Linked DNA regions of Sus scrofa: region 2 is linked to region 1. A link is a contact called in public HiChIP or PLAC-seq data. All regions are on one chromosome and are shown on one strand. Each heading gives the region's core, a stretch centred on a gene start, on an enhancer-like site or on the middle of the called end of the contact. The rest is flanking DNA. Distances are from core to core; before and after follow the strand shown.

Region 1 (3,624 bases), core at 298-2,797:
AGAACTTTATAGAAGTTCTTCTCAGACTTGAATGTTCATGAGAGTTTTGGTTTTTTCGTTTTGTTTTTTAAAAGTGCAGATTGTGATTCCCGAAGTCTAGGAGGGACCTGAGATCTCTAACCCACTCCTAGGTGACACAGATACTGCAGTTCCTTTGAGTTTCAAGGTTTTATAAGAAATTGTTTTTATATTTGCTTTGGATAATATTTGTATACGATTGATATATAGAAATTGAGAATAATAAATGTGTTATGTTGTTTTACAGACAAAATAACATATAAACAATAACTGGAAACTCCTCTCTGAAGTAATGTTTCCTATTGATAGAGAAAAATTTTTATGTGTTCTGGGAGTACCTTTTGGATTATGATTTTTAGTAGACAATTAAAGTTATTGTGCACTGACTTCTATGTAATAGTGTTCGGCTTCAGTTTTTAAGTTGAATGACGTAAATCTTTGGATACTTTGATTCTTTCACAAAGAGAGATTCTTTAAATTGGGTTAGCAAGTAATTTCCATCCTTTTACACTAGGCTAGACTTCTGCATTAGATACGAAAAGACTTTAAAGTGGGGGTTATCATCGTCACATTAGTTCATTAACAATGTAATATGCATCATAGTATTTGTACACATTTTAACAGCGCTTACCACTGGACAGATAATAGGCCCGCTGTTGATTGTTTTCAGCCAGATGTACTGTCATCCCCAAATAAACAAACTGTTAACAAAATGAGACTTTCTCTTACTCTTACAAATGCCTAAGAATAGAGGGCTGTCTCTACAACCCTAATTTATGCCATGGAGGCCAGGTGATGTTATCAAAAGTTTTCTTTATCTCTGGTCATTTTCAATAAAATTACTAAGCATTAGTAATGAGAAATTTTTAAACTTTTTAAAACAAGTAAAACTTTACAATTCACTGTGAAGTCTAAACTCAGATCCTTCTTAATCCTAATTTAAATCTGTATAGATGGTAAATCCGTTTCTTAAATTTTACTTAATAAGACAGAAAAAGCAGCATATGTTTTCCATTTCTAATTCTGCTTTGTTATTTAGATTCTTAAGTACTGTTTAAAACCACTTCCTCAAACGCTAATCCGTACAAAGTTATAAATGAAAAGGCATAAGAAAAGCCGTATATATATGACCTACCTTACAAAATGCTTGGTCACAATCTTATTATTAACTGATTTTAATAAGCCACTTCTTTTCTTGTCTTGAAGCACAGTTTCCAAGTAATTCAAAGCAGAATAGACTTGTAGAATATGAACCTAAAAGTAAATCTTCAGTAAAAAAGGATATGTACAACTAGCTTTCCACTAACCACAGATGACACATTTCCTTTCCACTGCAACTAAAGCCCATGTCACAGGGGAAAAAAAAAACTCTAGTTGGCCACTGGCATGACAGAAGGCTTTGTAGAACAAATCCCCGCCTCCAGGGAGGGGAGGGGGTTCTGCTTAATGCCTTTGACCTTATTTTTATTGTATATTTTTATTAGTATATCATTCAGAAGAAGGTGAAATGGCATTTTCCCTGAGATTGAGAATTAAACTCTTCTCTAAAAATTTTGTTTGTATACCACAAACTGATTTGATAATACGAGTGTGGAGACCTGGGGGTCAGGTGATACCAATACCTGGGGTATTGGTCAGGTGATGGATCTGTTGCTGGAATTTGGCCGCTTGTCTGCCAGCACCTAATTGAAATGCAGAGACAGAGTTTTGGGTAAAGGAGAAAGAAATAGCTTTATTGCTTTGCCAGGCAAAGGAGGGTCACAGCAGGCTAATGCCCTAAAGATTGTGCCCCCCATTAGAAAGAATCATGAGGAGTTTTATAGTAAAAAGGAGAGAAACATGTTTTCACGTAGGAATCAGGATTGGGACAAACATGCCTTCTTCTTTCTTTGGGGGAATCTTAGTCATCAAGGCTGGAGTCAGGAGATCTCGGGGTGATCATGATGGTGGTCTTCTGGGTTATTGCCCAGAGTAACAGTACTTGGGAAAAGGCATATTGATCAGAGATTAGAATAAACCTGGAAAGTTCATGAAAAACATCATGTGCTAATAATCTTTAACTCACAGTCAGTTGTGCTCAGGGTGCCTAATCTTTAGCTTATGGGTGACTGTGTTTAGGTTGCAATTAAGCCCAGGAGAAGGACAAGGAAGAACTCTAAGATGTTCAGTATTAAAGTATTCTTTTCTAAAAGAAGCATAAGGAATATGACTTTTCTCTTAGATGTAAAAGATGCCTATATTATCATGTGTCTTCCTTGAGAGGGACCAGGATCCTGTTCCAAGGCTGTACTATTGCTCCTTGACCATTCCTCCCTTGTCTGTGCGTCACCTCCCTTCCCTCATCAGCAACTGTCTGAACCTGTCCCTTGGAACTCAGGGAGGGTTATGGTGGCTGAATGAAGCCCATTTCCTAAGAACAAGAAATGGGGCACACAGAAAGGCTTTTGTGCCCAGGAGCCCCACAGTGCGGTGCTTGGTTTCACATATGAGACATCTCAAAGCCTGGAGCTGTAGCAGTAATTTGGGAGAATATTTAGTAAACTGGATTATATGGGGCAGAAAATGCTTTTGTGTGGTCTAGTGTGTACACACACACGCACACGCACTCGCACTCCCCTCAAATATCCTGTCACCACCTCATACTCAGTGTCTCTAAAATGGACTTTATTTTCCCCCCGGGGTGGCTGCCTCTTGTGATCTCTGTCTTTGTTCATGATAGCACTGTTCTTTGTAATGTCAGAGCCTTGGCACCCAGCAAGTCCTTTTAATCCAAGTCCTTTCTTTCAGCCCTGATCAGACCTTGGATCATGTTGGTCTTTTCTTCATAATCTTGAATCAGTTTCTTCTTTCCCTGTCACTTACTTTCACATTTTGGATCTTTATTAGACCATACCTAGACTTCTACAGTATCTTTTTGTACTAGCCCTGACTCCTTCCTATAGCTTGTACATATCACTTCCTGTGGTCATATCATCCCTTTCTTTCAAAAAAAAATGTGGTTGAATAACTCCCTAACACCTAGAGCAATGATTCAGAAATGTTTGTGCACATAAATATCAGATGAGGAGGTTATTTAAAAAAGAGTGGGAGTTCCCGTCGTGGCGCAGTGGTTAACGAATCCGACTAGGAACCATGAGGTTGCGGGTTCGGTCCCTGCCCTTGCTCAGTGGGTTAACGATCCGGCGTTGCCGTGAGCTGTGGTGTAGGTCGCAGACGCGGCTCGGATCCCGCGTTGCTGTGGCTCTGGCGTAGGCCGGTGGCTACAGCTCCGATTCAACCCCTAGCCTGGGAACCTCCATATGCCGCGGGAGTGGCCCAAGAAATAGCAACAACAGCAACAACAACAACAACAGACAAAAAAAAAGACAAAAGACAAAAAAAAAAAAAAAGAGTGACAATGTCCAGGCCCCCTTGCATACATAGGTCATATATAGTAGGCCTGGGCTGGGACCAGGGAATTGCATTTTTATTAAGCACCACAGTTGTTTCTGATGCTGGGGTTCTACAGAACATACTCTGAAAAATACCAGGCTCCTAGGAGAAAACCTGAGTCCCTTATTAGTTTAACAGTTTTGGTCCCTTCACAATTTAGCTATTCTGTATTTT
Region 2 (3,429 bases), core at 301-2,800, 340 kb before region 1:
CAGTATAGGGGGCCTTTTAGCTATTGTTTCTCCCTTTCTCTGGAAATACCTCCTGCCAGTGTTTAATAAAGGCATACATTTAGTTGAAGAATAAGGAAATGCAAAGGCTCTCAGCTCAGTAGCTACCTCCAATTTTCATTTATTTAACAGCGGTAATTTCAGTGCTGGGCTTTGAGAAAGGGTGGGGAGATGCTAAATCTATTTTAATAAAAACTGCATATATTTAAATAAGGTGTATAACTTGACTTGCTAAGTTTAAATGTTTAGTAACACATCAATCAATGATTAGCACCCCCAACTTCCCCCAAAGTTGTTCCAGTTATTTCACCTTGTGAGAGGACTTAAAAAAATGTGAGGTGTTTTCCACTGAGCCACTGGGTACGTCCTGACACAGGACCGCCAACATCTATCAGCCGGTTTTCAGCTCGGCAGGGCTGGCCGCTAAGCGTTTCTAGACAGCCTTTTCAAGAGTTTGCTCCTCCGTAGATGAGCTTTTCTTCGGTCACTCCACCCAACCACCCTGCTCCTCCCAACTCTTAAGTGCACGAAAGATAACTGAGACTCCTCCCCTGAGCCGCCTGCTGCCTTTCTTAACGCCACACCAATTAAAAAAAAAAAAAAAAAATATATATATATATTGCTTTTTCCAGGCTGAAGGCAGCTCTTCGGCTGCACTTCCCCTTATAGTGATTGGTATACACGAAGACCCATCCTTTCATAACAGCTCAGAACACACAAGTGTACTTTTCCCCACTGGAAACTTGTAAGCGTCCCGAAGACTTACCCAGCCCGCTCCGGCCCACTCCAGGCCCCAACCCCCGAGCCAAGAGAATCCCTGCAGAACAGCCCTGCGCAGACCTCCGATGAGACAGCTAGGATCCCCACGAGTGTGTATCCATCCCGGGCCACATGATCACTACAGCCCTCCACTCGGCGCCCAGAATCTCTTTGCCTCTAAGATCCGCGCACTGCCTTCCGCCGTGCCCGGCGCACAGTAGGCGCGGCATCAAGGCTGAACCCATTTACCCTCAACGACACCCACTCACAGGGCCGCTTCTTCCCTCTGCGCTCTAAGGCTTGGCTCAGGCTCACTCCACTTCCTCAGACTCAGAGCCTCCTCGGGAGAGTCCCTGCCTCTCCTAAACTCCCGCGGGCTCACCGGCACCCCTCGCCCATCGTCCCATTCCTCACCGATCTCTTTCTCGTTGACCCTCGGGGGAAAGCTGGCCATCTATGGGGTACCGTCCGATTCCGGGGAAGCGATGCGGACGCAACGACAGAGAAGGGAAGGTTGAGCGCCGAGGGGCGTGACGCGGTCTGGGTCCCTCCCGGTCCCAGGGACGGAGGGGAGGGGCGGGGCGGTCGCGGCGGCTTCTGCCGACTGCCCCGGGAAAGCTCCGGAGGCCTCGGACCAAACTACGGCGTGAAACACAAACAATAGCCCCTGCTCCCTGCCTCACGCCCACGGAGTCAGACACTTCCCTCTACGCCGCGGACAGCAAACGAGACACTGGAGACAAAATGGCGGTCGGCGCGGTTAATATCAGGGATGCGGGGCGGGGTCTGGTGACGTAAAAGCGCTATGCCCCGCCTCCCGACGTTCGGGACGTGACGGCCAAGGCTTGGTGCCCCGCCCTCCCGCCGGGTGCTCTAGGGCGTTGTCCTGGGGACTGGACCTGGGAGCCGGAAGAGGGCGGGGGCGGTAGAGGAGGGGTGCGACCCCAGTCCAGGCCCAAACGCCGGGCTGGAGCCTACTGACTGCTTTTAACTGCGTCTCTTTTTTCGGCCGGGGGCCCAGCATGGTGTTTATAACTTGAAGCGCCTTTAAAAAGGCAAATAGAGAATTGTGTAATACACGTTAGCCCACAGTGTAAAGATTGCGTGGCATTTAAGCTGACTGAACTGAAAAGAACAAAAAAAGGCATTCCAGACTTCAATTCTATTTGGCCTCTTCCCCGGCCCTCAAATGGCAGGGAACTGGGGGTGGCACTGTTGAAAACAATGAGATGACATCGCTCTGTACCACATGTCCGGCCGTGAGCGTTCTTATGAGAGCTAGCAGATTTTTGGAAGGGCCGAAGTGACCCGGCTTGAGGAAGGGGGAGACCTGGGCTGGATGGTGTCCTGCCCCACCACAAGGCCTCCTGGGGCTGCCTTCGTCCTGGCTAATCCCTGCAGCCGGCCTGCCCGGAGGCTGCAGCGAGGCTGGCGGTCGGCTGTGTCCTGACCACTAGCCGAGGCAGATCCCACCGTGTCTGCTTAGAAGCGGCCCATTCTGCAAGGCTGCTTTCCAAGGTCTAGGCCTCTGGGAGGCAGCTAGCTATTTACACTGCAGTGCTGATAAATGTGTGTGTATCTGCCAAAAGCCAAGTTGGTTCCATTCAAAGACGATATCTTTGCATTTTAATGGGTTCTTCTGTGGGCATTAAACCTAGTTCCAAAGGAAGACGTCTAAGGCTGGGAATTTCAAATATGCAACAGACACCAATGGGAGAGGAGTTGTGCCTAGCCAGACTCTTTCGAGAGATCTCAAATGACAGCACCTACAGCATGACTTCTTCATCTTTTTCTTTGCATAAGGATAAGTCTTCCAATAGTGAAATATTTAATAACAGGTACAAGAAATCATCCCCCTCTCCTTTTTTTTTTGTCACATACAGTCAACATATTTATTGATGGCTTACTTTGTGCCATACACTGAGGCTAGTTGTCAAATATCTAGAGTAGAACAAAAGAAAATAGTGCAGTCTAGTATCTTCAATAGCAACATTTCTATCAGTCCCTGTTGATTCTTTAAACCAACTGCTATTTCCTCTCTTCACATGTACTGTATCTACTGTTACAAAGTCATGGGAAATACCAGTTCTTTAAGTGCCTGCATTGTTTTGGTGGCTTTTTCATACAATTGTTTAATTCCATTGTAATTTATTACTGCTAGCCAACAGACTTCCAGACCATTTCTCAACTGGCAAAGTATGACAATGGAATGAAAAATAATTTTAATGATTTATGTACTCATTAGTGATACTGTCTAATATTTATTGGGTCAGGTACTGTGCCATATAAGGGCTTCTGTGGATTAACCCATTTAATATCCACGCCAGTATGAGTAGTGTATTCATTACTCATGTTTTACAGACAATTAGTAACTTTAAAGTAGTCACAGAGTTGCTGAGTGACAAGGTGTTTGATTTCAACCCAAGCTTGTTTGACTGCCCTGTCCCACTTCCAAGCTGCCTTGTCTCTCAGAAATGAAGCCTAGCTTGAGAAGCAAATATATACCTAGCACTTCACATCCGTGTTTGCTGTGTTAATATCAAACCTGTATATCCCATAAAGTTGAGATTCTCTGTCGTTTTCCACAACTTTTTTCTTTTCCTCGCTCTCCCTAGGTTATGACAACCTCTCTTTGGGGTTTAACTACCAGCT

Evidence for each region. HiChIP or PLAC-seq counts read pairs in DNA pulled down with a chosen protein or histone mark.
Region 2: an H3K27ac HiChIP or PLAC-seq map of alveolar macrophages shows a contact between it and region 1. The contact joins the promoter of WSB1 here to the promoter of EVI2A in region 1. A contact is called at or near these places in 1 of 47 Hi-C or Micro-C datasets (embryonic fibroblasts) and 1 of 2 datasets of contacts at active chromatin or transcription factors (alveolar macrophages).

The regions. Positions count from the first base shown.
Region 1 is chr12:43,540,943-43,544,566 of Sscrofa11.1, reverse strand. EVI2A (protein EVI2A) reads right to left here and starts at 1,547. Exons shown (of 2, transcript XM_003131752.4): 1 at 1,154-1,547. The region is part of intron 37 of NF1 (neurofibromin); the gene reads left to right.
Region 2 is chr12:43,883,236-43,886,664 of Sscrofa11.1, reverse strand. WSB1 (WD repeat and SOCS box-containing protein 1) reads right to left here and starts at 1,550. Exons shown (of 9, transcript XM_021067462.1): 1 at 1,192-1,550. The coding sequence starts at 1,231.